Regions from separate parts of the Danio rerio genome. Here region 1 is linked to region 2. The links are chromatin contacts, called in public Micro-C maps. All regions are on one chromosome and are shown on one strand. Each heading gives the region's core, a stretch centred on a gene start, on an enhancer-like site or on the middle of the called end of the contact. The rest is flanking DNA. Distances are from core to core; before and after follow the strand shown.

What was found. Hi-C and Micro-C count contacts between places; a contact is called where the count stands out from the background.
Region 1: a contact with region 2 is called in a Micro-C map of caudal fin, with 1.8 times the contacts expected there. The contact joins the enhancer-like site here to the promoter of mef2aa in region 2. A contact is called at or near these places in 2 of 18 Hi-C or Micro-C datasets (caudal fin and hematopoietic stem cells).

What each region holds. Positions count from the first base shown.
Region 1 is chr18:24,633,460-24,640,832 of GRCz12tu, forward strand. All of the region lies in intron 2 of mef2aa (myocyte enhancer factor 2aa), which reads left to right. Among named protein-coding and RNA genes, the nearest start is that of mef2aa, 51 kb to the left of the region's middle. Within about 2 kb of position 1,727, at least 7 of the 62 cell types and tissues checked have an H3K27ac peak or open chromatin away from gene starts, as enhancers often do. A contact at or near this core is called in caudal fin, where this site is marked.
Region 2 is chr18:24,583,735-24,590,850 of GRCz12tu, forward strand. mef2aa (myocyte enhancer factor 2aa) reads left to right here and starts at 2,251. Exons shown (of 10, transcript NM_131301.2): 1 at 2,251-2,418.

The DNA of each region.
Region 1 (7,373 bases), core at 477-2,976, 49 kb after region 2:
ATGGTGAAAGTATAGGCTTATAAAGTGCACACATTTAGATAAATGCTGTTCACTTGAGTTAATTTCTCAAGCCATGTACATTTAACGACGTGCCTGAGGTAAATGTAATGCATTGTGACATATTGTTTACAGGCTGCAGTGTTTTATTGATGTCTTTCCATGACTAAAACACTGAGATGTTCATTCATGTTTATTTTCTGCTATAACTAGAACATCAAAACAACATTTACTTTTTATACTCCTACTTAAATTACCCCAATTTTAAATATTATATATTTCCTGTGGCGACGTAGTGGCACAGTAGGTAGTGCTGTCGCCTCACAGCAAGAAGATCGCTGGGTCGCTGGTTCGAACCTCGGCTCAGATGGTGTTTCTTTGAGGAGTTTGCATGTTCTTCCTGCATTCGCGTGGGTTTCCTCCGGGTGCTCTGGTTTCCCCCACAGTCCAAAGACATGCGGTACAGGTGAATTGGGTAGGCTAAATTGTCCATAGTGTGTGTGTGTGTGTGTGTGTGTGTGTGTGTGTGTGTGAGTGAATGTTTCCCAGAGATGGGTTGCGGCTGGAAGGACATCCGCTGCGTAAAAGCCTGCTATATAAGAGAGCTTTTTTTCTGGGTTGCTTTTCATAACACTGTCAGTTGGGTTCAGGGAAGTGGGTGGGCACTGGTCAATCGGTGCTTTTTAAAGCAGTATCGGTTGGGTTTAAGGAAGGGGGTGGGTGGGATTGTCAATTGGTCAGTCAGTCAATCAGTCAGTCTTTTTACAACAGGCTCTGGTGAATTTACGCGAGTACAGCAGAAATTTGAGAGCTTTGATTTTTGAGAAGCATACAAAGCAGCGTCTGCCAGATTCGCTAAAACAGAAACAGCAAAAAAAAACATAGCTCCTAGAACATATTTAGTACTCTTTAGAAATGTATATAGTGGTACGGTATTCAGAATGAGCCTGTCTTGGGAATTACACTGTTGACCATCCGTTACACCTTAACCCACCCTTAAACCTACCCATAACACCAAACCTGTTCCTAACCCTACCCGTAACCCACCTAAAGACCACCAGAAGTATTCTGTGATGTATTGTAAACACAGTATGCTCTTTATGTTTATTTTTTAATGCAACTACATAGTAGTTCAGGTCACCTAATATAAAGAGAGACTTACATTTTGATCATGCATCACCTATAAAGACCGATCTTACGTTTTAAGGATGAATATCCATTTGTTTTCAAAACTTTAAATCCCTGACTTGTCGTGGTTAACACACTGTATTTGTTTACTAAACACATTCTTACCAAACCAAAGGAATGTATGTAGGCCCCTAGTAATAGCTTAATGTTATGAAAACCCCAGTCCTGCTTAAATTACAGTTACACATGAACAACATAATATAAAGTTCATTTCCGGGTGAATTAGTCCTTTAACAGTGATTTGAGAGCCAAACAGGTTTTTCTGGCTGTCCGGAATGAAGAGCTTTGAACGTGAGACGATTCTGCTGGTGCTGTAACACTCTCCTGGACCTGATTAATTATAGGGAAAAAAGGTGAAGTGAGGGAGGAGGTTGAGGGATGCCAGAAGCGTTGTCATTGGAATGAGGTTTAAGCAGCCGTTTATATATCATTAGCATTGTGATTGACAGCATTAAATAATCACGCTCTTGGCACTTTTTTTCTTTCTAGAACTCCACAAAGCCTACAAAGAAACTCTCTATTTGTTGTGAAAGCTAGAAACTGTAGGGCTGCTTGGAGGTGAGATTACTCACACGTGCACATTATGCCAGTTCACTGTAAATGTGTAAAACAAACATTGTTCCTATCAGATACACTGACATAGCTGCTTTCTGTTAAATATGACTAGGGCTGATAAGGCATGTGCAGTATATCATCAGCAGAGTCAGTACAGCCAGATAATTGGAGAACAAGGCTTTGTAATGAACCATCATCCATCAGTCTAGTTGCTTTTTTCCCAGCGTCTCAATAACTTACATCTGTTTTTTAGATTATTATTAACTTGTTAGCCAGTGCGACCTTGACTGTGAGGTGAGTTGTATACTGTATAGGTACTTCATACATACAATCAATGCTGTATATGTATAACATATTTTATATTCCATGTATTAAGTAAATTCAGTAAATCAAGACTGAAAATGATCTTCTATAGCCATATGTGTAGATTTTTCCAGCATGTTTCATAGTTTAATTTTAAAAGAGGCACAGGAGGCTGCTTATGAAATATTAATAACTGATTATATTGTAGTTATTGCATACAAAATCGCAGCAAAAATAAGTTGTTTTTGCTAAATATTTTTTGTTAAATATCTTACTTAAATAGCGAGTTTAGTGCTGTACATGTATAGCACATTTTATGCACCATGATAACATCATGCTAACTATTAATGACATATTTTATTTTAAATTTTATTGGTCTTCACTTCATTTTATTCCTAGTTTTTGCTTTAAATAGCAAGAAAGGTGCCATATTATTTGACTATTTTTATATTCATTTTTAGAAAACTTGATAACCACGTTTTAATAGCAGTGGAATAACTCTTATTTTCAGTCATATTAAATAAAATATTTGCTACTCTTACCAGTTGTGATTTTTCTGAAAAAAACTAAAGTTTTGAATTGACTGTTTTTATTTTAAACCAGAAATAAATGTTATCAGACCTTCAAAGAATAAACATAACATTATCTCAATATTTTTAATAAAACATAATAATATAAAACCTGTTTTTTTTTCATCAAAACCAATGCTTAAAAAATTTGAATAAAAAAAAAAAAAACCTGAAACTAAAAATAGTCTTCCATAGCCATACTATATATGTAGATTTGTTCTAGCATGTTGCATATACTGTAAAAGTTGAAAAATCCTGGTTGCCTTAAATTTTTAGGTTAAATTAATTTAACCTTATGAGTCCTTTGAACTTATTTAATGTTAAACTGACATACAGCAGCTTGCGTAACTTATAAAATCAAGTTAGAACATGATTAACGTAAGTTGTAGAAGTTACAATGACCTAAAAACCTGCTGTCGGGACTAATTGATCATACACATTTTCACAATGTATTTTTTATTTTAAAAAAAGACACAGAGGAATGGCTGCATATGGAATATTAATATCTGATTAAATTGTAGTTAATGCATACAAAAAAAAAAAACATTGCGGCAAAAACAAAACCCATGACAAGTTATAGCCTTGTCTTAATCCTTTGTGGCATAGATTCAACAAGTACTGGGAATATTCCTCAGAGATATTTGTCCATATTGACATGATAGCATCACGCAGTTGCTGCAGATTTGTTGCCTGCACATCCATGATGTGATTGTCCTGTTCCACCACATTCCAAATGTGCTCTATTGGATTGAGTTCTGGTGACTGTGGATGCCATATAAGGAACTTTTTGTAATGTTTAAGAAACCAGTCTGAAATGATTCATGCTTTATGATATGGTGCATTATCCTGCTGAAATTAGCCATCAGAACATGGGTACACTGTGGTCATAAAGGAATGGACACGGTCAGCAGCAATGTGGCGCTGTGGCGTTGATATGATGCTTAATGGGTATTAATGAGTCCAAAGTGTCCCAAGAAAATATCCCTCTCACCATTACACCACCACTACCACCTTGAACCATTAATACAAGGCAGGATTGATCCATGCTTTCATGTTGTTGATGCCAAAATCTGATCCTACCATCTGAACGTGGCAGCAGAAATCGAGTCTTATCAGACCAGGCAAAGTTTTTCTAATGTTTGCCTGTGCAGTTTGCTGTTCTTAGCTGACAGGAGTGGCACCTGGTGTGGTCTTCTACTGCTGGAGCCCACCCGCTAATGATTCGAAGCGTTGTGCTTTCAGAGATGCTCTTCTGCGTATCTCGGTTGTAGTGAGTGGTTATTTGAGTTACTGTTGCCTCTCTATGAGCTCGAAGCTGTTTGACCTTTCTCCTGTGACCTCTGGCATCAACAAGGCATTTGCGCCCAAAGAACTGCCGCTCACTGGATATTTTCTCTTTTCAGAGCATTCTCTGTAAACCCTGGAGATGGTTGTGCGTGAAAATCCAAGTAGATTAGAAGTTTCTGAAAAACAACCTGTCTGGCACCAACAACAATGCCAGGTTCAAAGTCACTTAAATCACCTTTCTTTCCCATTCTGATAGTCAGTTTGAACTTGGGCAGATTGTCTTGACCATGTTTATATGCCTAAATGCATTGAGTTGCTGCCATATGATTGGCTGATTAGAAATTTGTGTTAACAAGCAGTTGGACAGGTGTGCCTAATAAAGTGGCCATTGAGTGTATATTAAAATAAATGCTATGATTTTAAAGAAAAAATAATAATAAGTGTACTGAATTATTATACTGAATATTATACTGAAATATTATGATAAACTGTGGGAATATTTTCTTTAAAACTCTGTTTTGCATATGTATGTGGAATACATTTTATAACTATAAATGTTCTATAACTCCATTGTAAGTTGTCATTTTATTCTCTCCAGGCTCATGAACAATTAGATTCAAAGCAGGCCTCGTGAATCAGTGCCAAATGACATCCTCTCTGCTATATCTCTGTTCAAGACACTACCACTCCAACAGTGTGCCAGACCATCTCAGGGAAATAAACAGAGACTCAAGATCAACAAAACACACTCGTGCTGTAATAGAGTTCTGGCTAGTGTGACACAAGTCATTCAGCGCTTCACCCAGTCGGTCTGCGCTGCAGGACCGTAGCTTGTCTATGTCTGTTAAGTTGACAGAAATGTCATGACACAGTGCATTACGCTTCTGGACCCGCAGTCTCTGAGACGGCATGACAGCTCACAAATACGATTTAGAGCAACAAGCCTGGATACATGTAATTACATTGTGCTATGTTTGGATAAGCAGAACAGTATTGTTATGCGCACACAAAACCAGATAAAGCCCTCAACTTCAACCATGTAAATTTTCAATCAAGGAGCTTGTAAGACTCAGGATGGTTAATCCAAATGTTTTCATTTCAGTTCGACTGATTAAAAAAAGCAAACAAATAAGAAAACGTTTGGTTTTAATCTCTGGAGTTTGAAATTGTTCATGGGCAGTGAATGGAATGTGGTTTTACAGCTTGGTGCATTGAAAAATTGTTAATCCCTCTCTTTTTTTTTTTTTTTTGTCTTCATAGTTTTAGCCTAACACGAATCAACCTGCAAAACTCTCATTGTTGTAGCATTTCGAAACACAATTCCATCAGCAAGTTTTGAATATGCCCAAAATGCACAATATGCAGCACATGCCGTGAGGACAAACGTCGAAGGATAAGCCAAGCGCTTTTCCTTCCTGCTGGGGGTCATGGTGGCTGAGAAAGAACAGTGTTGGTCTCACAGTCCCGGTGTCATGCGGTATAGGGAAATGTCTGATTTTGCCTGCCTGTTGTCAGAGTTTCCTTCTGTGGACAGACAGCGTGATCTCACTCCTAATAGAGACCTGCAGACACCTAAACACCCGTTTCTGTTCAGCCAGTAATTATAGTGTTTATTTCCTATGGGTCAGTTGCAGCCTCCTGGTCATCAACTTCCACATCTTTTTGCTGGCATGGTGTGGCTACAAAGAGCGGCGTGCTCTTTCTGCCTCTCTGGAGGAGAGAGTTTCTGCCCTCCCTCAGCGTCTCTCAGATGTGAGATGTGGTTACATAGGCATTTTCTATTTACGTGTTCATCTGTGTCCATGCTGGACGGAGATGATGAATGCTTCCTCTGAGAGCTGGCCGGCTCTTTGTGGGCAGGTTAGCAAGGGGAGACAGGGACAGAAGAGGGAGCGGGGGTGACTTTTGGGCTCCCAGGGGGCAAGCTGTGCTCTGAACCTTCTTGACTTGGCTTCCACGCATTCTCTCTCACGTGTGAATTGCCTCATCTGGCCCAGAGGATTTAAACTAATGTCAGCCCAAGACTGGGTGCACTCTTAATCATCTTAGGAGCGAGAGCTGGCAACAGCAGGGGTTGTGAGAGGGGAGAATCAGGCCTGCTTGCTGTCTCCTGAGACGCCGGTATTGTGTCCTAGGTTGAGAGATGCAGACAGAGAGATATGTGGGAAGGAGGAAACGGAGTAAAGAAAACAGAACGAGTTGACCGAAGAGACATTATGCACCGTGTGCATTCTCAAACCAGACAGATGACTTTATGACCCGCTTATTGGTGTCATATTGGCTTACCTGCTAAGACTTGCTGCTCTTTAAGCCTGAAGTCAGCAGGAAGCATCCACATGCTTTTCGTCTTTACTTATTAGGCTGTTGTCTTTCGCTCTGTTAACTGACTCTGTCAGAGAGTTGTCAATCAGCTGTGTAGGGATGTCATTATGATGCTCTGTAACAATTGTGTGCATATTAGAGAAAGCTCAGATGGAACGTTTGACAATTTGTATTTTTGGAGGGTATGATGTGTAAAAATAAAACTTTAAACTGGAAATGTATTCTATCTAAATAAACAACAGTTAAAAAGTAAAATCGTTTGTTTCACATGGTACTAGGAATTTAATATTTTGATGTGTTATTAGATTTGTCTTTGTGCTCCGGTTTCCCCCACAATCCAAAGACATGCAGTACAGGTGAATTGAAAAAACTTAATTGGCCATAGTGTATGAGTGTGAATGAGTGTGTATGGATGTTTTCCAGTACTGGGTTGCAGCTGGGCATCCGGTGGGTAAAACATATGCTATAAAGGGACTAAGCTGAAAAGAAAACGAATGGATCAATGAATTATTAGATTTGCATTATATATTTATACAGTTGGTGCAAGTGATCTGCCCTTCTGTGAAATTTTGAATCTCTTAAAAATATTTATTATGATTTATTTTTCAACACATTTTCAACAATATTTTATTAACGAATTTCTTTGTCTATGCCATGATGACAGTAAAATAATATTTTTCTACCTATTTAGTATACTAATGTTCAGCTTAAAGTACAATTAAAAGACTTAACTAGGTTATCATGTTAACTAGGCAAGTTAGAATAATTAAGCAAGTCTTTTGACAACAGTAGTTTGTTCTGTAGGCAATTGAAAAAAAAATCTACAGGGGAATGATAATGCTGACCTTAAAATTATTTTAAACAATTAAAAACTGCTTTTATCCCAGCCATATTAAAATAAATAAAATGTATTTATTTAAAACTATAGGAAATGCAGTTTGAACATTTATTTTGTCTGGTAAACATCACTTTGCAAATATTTAATAATAATACTAATAATTAATAATAATAATAATAATAATAGAAATTTAACAGAAGGGCTAATGATTTTAACGTCAACTACATATATACTGTACAAATAGTGCAGTTGAAATCAACATTACATTATGATTACATTACATTATTATTACTAAATAATTACATATTTTTAAA
Region 2 (7,116 bases), core at 1,001-3,500:
ATTCGATTATTGGCTGACATGGTGTTTCAGTAGCTAGTATTGTTGCCTAACGGCAAGAAGGTACCGAGTACAAGTCAGTTGTAACTAGATTAGATATGGTTGCGACCAGAAGTTAAACAAAATTATTTATATTATTTATTGAATTTCCCAATAATTGTATTTTATTAATGTCTACCTCCACCCAAATCCTAAACCCAGCCATGTATCCTTTTTAGACTTTATCGTCCAAGTCGTGGCTGGACCAGGAGGTTTTTCTGTCTGGAGTTTGCATGTTCTTCCTGATAAATTCCCAGTTCACGCTGCATGGTTTTAACTCTGAATTTTGCTATCAGAGAGAATCGCAGATGCCTGTGAAATATTTGCCATGCTAAACATATCAGGACCTGTTGGTGATTCAAAATCAAGCTGTGTAAATGTTTTCTGACTGAAAAACACATGAGCGATGACCATCAGCCAATGAGTGAACAGTATACAGGACAGCGGAGAGTTCGGGTACACGAACAAAAAAAGAAACATTTGCTTGATCAGTCGCAGAAGCATTACTTTGCTAAATTATTTATTGACCTTCAACTCTTTTCTTTTTTGTTTTTTGCTTAAAATGTTATTGTAAATCGGTATTTACATAGATTTGAATGGTCTATTTGCCTATTTAAATTTTTTATTTTTTTTGCAGGGTACCATTTACAATCTTGTACATGATCTTGAGGGATTTTATCACTTCACATGTACATTTGTTAGCCAGAGTTGTCTGCGATTATTTGTCACCATGCAGTATTCTCTTGTCACAGAACCATCAGTATGAACACAGCAGCACCTGAATGCTACCCTGGATAGTCATGCAGTATGAAAACAAAAGCAATCCGAGCAATATGAAAATCATGCTCTGTAAACTTGGTCTAAAAGGGACTAAGACTAAAGAAAAGAAAAGTGATTTATTTATAATGTGAGAGTATTTCAAAAATAGGTTCTAGTATGTCATAATTAGGCCCATAATTAGGATTTTTCTGCAGATTTTTTAGCCCATCGTTAATTTTGTTTATTTACTAGAGTAAATGATACTCCCAAAATAATTCTTCAGAAATCCGCTTATTTTTACCAAAATTCTCCGCAGAAATAGCAAAAAATGTCCGCAAATTCCGTCTGGCCCTATTCATAATGCAACAATAGAGCTGAAATACATTCTAGTCATTTGAATGCACTAGTAATTAAAGTAAACTGTAAGTTACTGAGACCTTTATTTCAGAATGTTGATACTGAAACAATACTTGATACTTCCACCTGAAACTAAATGTTGAGTAGGAGGTGTGGCTTGTAGCAAACTAATGGTAAGAGGGGTGTGGCCATTAAATTGAAAAGGACTGCCACTCCAAACTTGGAATCAGATGGTCAGACTTTCACTGAAGATTATCAAACAATTTTTGTTTAATGATTTAACTTGCACTGATTCATTGTTCACCTTAAAGGCTAATTTATACTTCTACTTCAATCTGCGTATGGTCCGGTGCAGCCTTCACAAAGTCACATAACCCTCGCTGTGGCCGACGCTGAAGCACACCTCTCAAAAAATGTAACTACACGTTGCAATGACTCTTAGCACAAGCTCTGTGATTGGTCGTTTTGGTAGCAATGATGAGCGTGGGCAGTGCTGAGAGCCGCAAGACCGATAGAGCTGTTTACAAGTGTGAAGTCCCGTGAAGGTGCTCCAGATGGAAATGTTTGTTTTGTGTTCACCTTATGATTAAAGTTGTTGCACGCTAGTTTGAGCCTCTAAATGAGCAAGTTTTAGCTTCTTCGTTCAGAAAAAAACAAAATACTCCTGAAAAAACTCAACACAGAGGAACATAAAAACTTACTGCCAGTTAACTTTTCGCAGATGTTATTGTAGAGCAACACAAACAGCACAATGAAGTATAAATGCACAGCTACGTGCAGGGCAGGCACCATGGGTCACGCCGATCACCCAACGCAGAAGTAGGCTATAAACCAGCAAAATGACTTACAATGTGCACCGGCAAACAAACATTGTAAATCTTAATTTTACACAGACTGTCAGTAGGGATATTTTAAAACCACTAGGAGGCTTATTTGTGACAACAGAGCAGTTACAAGTAAAACTTAAAAAAAAAACTGGTAATTTCAGATCTTATTAATTGTAACACACAAGTAACAGTGGCCTATATAACATATGTTAAAACGGCTTGCCGTATGAGGTTGACTCCGTCTAGTTATCGTCATTTAGAGGAGGAGCTTATGTTGTGACAAGAGCGACTGCTGCTTCTTCTGAGTTTGTCAGCTCAGCTCCCGAAAATAGAAGCCGTGTGTCAATGTGACTGAAAATACATTTATGTCACAGTGTATCCACGGGAGTCACTGATACACAGTATCTATATACAGCGAGGGGGACCACGGAGAAAAAAGGTGAGTCGCAAAAATAGTAACAATGTTACACAGCAGCGGACTCAGAGAGAGGGAGAGAGAAGAGAGGAGGGAGTCGTGGAGTGAGATTGGATGAGCGCAAATTAAACGCGTTACAATTCGTTTGGGAAGCTTAAACATGTTTGTCATGTGCGTGTCTCAATGGTCGGCAACAAGCTCGAAGTGTTTTGTCCCGAGTCGTGCCTTCAGACTGAAGGACAACACTGTTTATCGTGCTCGTAATTCTCTGTAGAAGAGCTCGTGCGTGGTTCAGTTCACTTTGACACTTGGCAAATGTTGCGCCGAGTCTCTCATCATTGTTTCCCGGGCGTTGTTAAATGTCTTTGGAGGAGCTATTGAAAAAAGACCGATAGCTTATAATGGCGCTAAAGTAAAGAAATTTTGTGTATACTTAACTTTGGAAACCGTTAAGCTTTCACTCAGGGATATTCAGGATTCATTGGCTGAAAGGGTCACCTGCAGAAGTTCACAACTTGAGAATAGAGCTAGTTTACCTTCAGAACTTATGCGATTGAATTTTTGTTGATTCTAATGTTTCATTGTGTTGCTTTTGAACATGTTGACAGTCTGGTTAAAGTAGCACGTTGTATATATGTAATTCATTCTAACTTTGATTTTTGGACAGCACAGTTGTTTAAAGCACCAAAACTAGTTCTGACAACTAGAAGTGGTAGCGCAATTTTCGTAGACGTCAGAGGATGCAATTTGTGATGAGTAAATGTTTTACATTTTAATACACATTAAACACGCACTGTTTGCAGGGTTGAAATGTAGGGCATTGCCTCCGTAACTAAAGCACGTCCGATCACTTTATCAATCTATCGTATATCTTTGTCTTTTATCTATTAAAACTAACTTTAAAGTAATTTCGGACATTTTTCTGTCTGATATGGAGATGGTGCTGGTCTGTTAAGAAGTTTTGTTTAGTTGACATAACAGCAATAAGTGTCACATTGGTGAACCGTCTCAGATTTATTGGAGTCACACTATATGTTAGTGAATAAACTGAGACAAGTGTAAATTGATCCCATCAATTATATTATAATAGCTTTTCAATTGTGATTTAATGCTATTTGTGGGGTCACGCGGTTCTGTTACAAACAAGTGAGAGGTCTAGATATTGTGTGGTACATCATTGTGACTCATCTGCAAGGCCATTAAACTACAGCAGTGTTATTCAATTAAAATTTTTAGTTCATTTTAATTTATTTGTAGTATTATTGGATTTGATTTAATTAGCATTAGGGTCATAAAATGCCCAGTTTTGACTTCTCTCTAAACAAACAAACAAACAAACAAACAAATGTAAGCTAAAGTTCTTATTCTGAATAGTTTGAAGCAAAACTGATTTGATGTTATTCTCAGCACCTTCATAAAGGCTTAATTCAAACCAGCTTTAATAGTTTAGTACAAACTATAGCAGGAAAAAATAAATTTAATTAACAAACAGTGCTTTAAATGCATTACCTTTGTGCCACAATCGTTTCACTGTAAATCCTTTTTTTTTTTTGTTGTGCTGTGTGTTCTTTCTGCAAGAGCTGCTGACTTGGACATGCACAGTGAGGGAACAACCTAATCATCCACATGCAGAGAGTGTAGTACTTGTGCTTGTAAGATTACACATGCCTCTGTTAATGGCTCTGTAGCCCGCCATTTAGTTATCAGCAAAGTGCCTTAGGCTTTCCTTAAACGCTACATTACAAGATGTCATTTTGACCTTCAGAAAAAATGTGTTAGGTGAGTTATTATAAATAATTCATATTGATAAAGATATAAAATTGATCAAATCAATACAAAAGCAAGACACAATGTCTTGACCTGTTGTCCTAATGTCAGAGGCTAAATGCGTTCATAGTATTGCTCATTGCTTGTGTCTGAAAGGCATTGTAATTACGAGGCACACGAGATAGACAATCAGGTCACGGTACATAATCATGAAAATGACCTCAGGAGGAATGTTTGTCTGCTGATTGTTTGCTGGCTTTTAAGAAGCTTAAAATCAGTGGACATAGCCCCTTGCCGTTAATTCAGTGATAAATATTTAAAATTTTAAAGATGCACCGAAAGATTGTTTTATAGAAAAGCAAGTGTTTTGTTCTAAAATGAACATATGTATTAGTGTTTGTTTTGAATTTGAGCACATTGTATTTGTTATAAAGACATGAAATACAGTAACACAGATAATTAATTTCTGTATTTACATCTGTAATTACACTGTTGTAATTATCCCATCTGCAAAAAAAGTAATGTTTGCAATATAGCAACATAATAAGTACAATACATTATATCAAACAATAAATCCATAGTAGTCAAAGACTCTAAAGTTAAATTAAAATATGTAATGTGGCAGGACTGAAAAAAGATGCTTGTCAAGAGGCAAATGTGAGTTAGAAATCAGCGTCAATTCGTTTATGAAACTGCATCACTTACCAGTTGGCCGGTAACTATAAATAAATAGCAGTGTCTTGTAACGTGGTGTGGTATAACTGCTGTATTGAAACAAAATTAATATGCATATTCTCTATTCTATAAATATTTAATGCGCTGCATCATTTACAGCGAGGCAAACATCTTTATACGTTGTATTAGAAGGGTTTACAGCTGTCAACAAAAGAGTATTTTATATAATAATAATAATAGTAATATTAATACCAAAAATTTAATAATTCTTATATACAATAAAAAGTAGTAATATTAAATGCTTTATAATTCCATAATATAATTATTTATATTTATTTATTTATAGTGGAGCAATTCTATGGAAATGTCAACCTTGCCATGAAAAAAATTAAGTTTTCGCCAAAATATCGAAACTGTTTCTGCGTTTTTTGTGCAAGCAAGTATTTTACATGCTTTAAAAATACTCAAAAATGTCTCTGTTAATGTTTTAACTATTATAATTGATTTACTAAAATCACACAAGTGCCAATTTCACATCTGTCACATCCATCATGGATCTTTTTCCTCATAAATGCAAATAAATAAATAAATAAATAAAATGATTTGTTTTTGTTCTATAGTGAGCCGACTCTTTTCCTTTCGATTAGCGTTAATTATTTTGGGTTGTTTTGGGTTAGGCAGTTTAATTCACAGAATTTCTACAAAGTAAAGTTATATACAGTAAACTTTTTCCGTCACATCCATAACACATGTTCCTCATTTAAAATCTAAAAATGTTTACAGATTGATATTTTTTTCTGCTCCTATAACTATGTGGTTAGTTGTTTTTTTGAAAATATAAACAGATGATTCAAGACAATGTTAACATATACTTTCTCTGTGAATTCTGTGTTTTAAGATTTTACTGCAAATATCACACCTTATATATAACGCTGCAATATAATGCTGCTATTACTCATGCAAATAGACATGTCACTCCAATTTGACCTACTTGTTTTTAATAAAACAATAAAGCACATGTAATTTCATGGTGGATAAAAATATTCATGGCCAGTAGATTTTCTCAAGTTGCCGGCCATTGGCAGGTATGAAAAAAATAAATTAATAATAAAAAACGACACAAGTTTTATATAAAACCATAAGTGAATAAGAAGTATATGTCTGAAGGACAGGCTTTTATTCTGCCTTGCTGCCAGCATTAGTTCTATTTAACCGTTTGATCTCTCTGCTCTCTGACTGAGATATCAGCCCATGAACTGTAAGTATAGCACTGAAGAGCTGCAAACTATGTTAAAATATGTTTTAATTAAATTTGTTTTGCTGCCCTCCGCCGATGCATTATAAAGAATTAATATCCCAGTCAAGTGTATAATGCCATCACACTTTTTCCATCTAGCCTTCGGTGCGACTTCATTATAGTTTAATAAGCCCAAACTAAACATGGGTGCAAAGTCAGCACTGAAAACACCACACTGAAACTCAATATCTTTCTGTTTACACACTCGACAATGAATTAGTCAGCGAAGGAATTCTTTTAATATTCTGAATGCTGTTCACCCGACATGGCCCTCTTCAAATCTGATAAAGCACAACATCACACTTGAAGCTGCATGGTGTCCTGCTGTGCTCTGTTAATAAAGCATCTTTTGTTTAAGATGTGTTATTTCGTTTACTCACTGCACTAGTTGTATTGCTTGTTTTACAAAAATATATACTTATTTCTCATATATATATATATATATATATATATATATATATATATATATATATATATATATATATATATATATATATATATATATATATATTTGACATTTTATGTTCCTTTAATCACTTCATTTTTTAAGCACAGTCACTGCTAAAAGCATTGAAGATAATCATTATCGAATAGGACTTCCAGGATAAACTCAACATCACTTAATCAAAGATTTTTGCTGCTTGTTTTAAACTACTTGTTTAAAATAAGCTTAATCCACACAATTCTTGAGTTTTTTTAGGAACAACTTAATAGTTCTATGTTCCACTTTAAAGTGGAAAAAGTTTACTTAATTGATTTGTGTTGGGAATTGTGTGGAACCCAGCATTTTTTACTGTCAACACTGGACTTTAATCATCCGTCTAACTGACTTTGCGTGTTGTACAGCTTTTGATCTGAGCACACTTGAGCTGTACAAGAGCTATTCCCTTCAAATATCAACCTTGCCATAAAAAAAAAAGTTTTCACCAAAATAGAGAAACCGTTTCTACATTCTACAAAGTTTTTCCCTCTATTAATGCAAA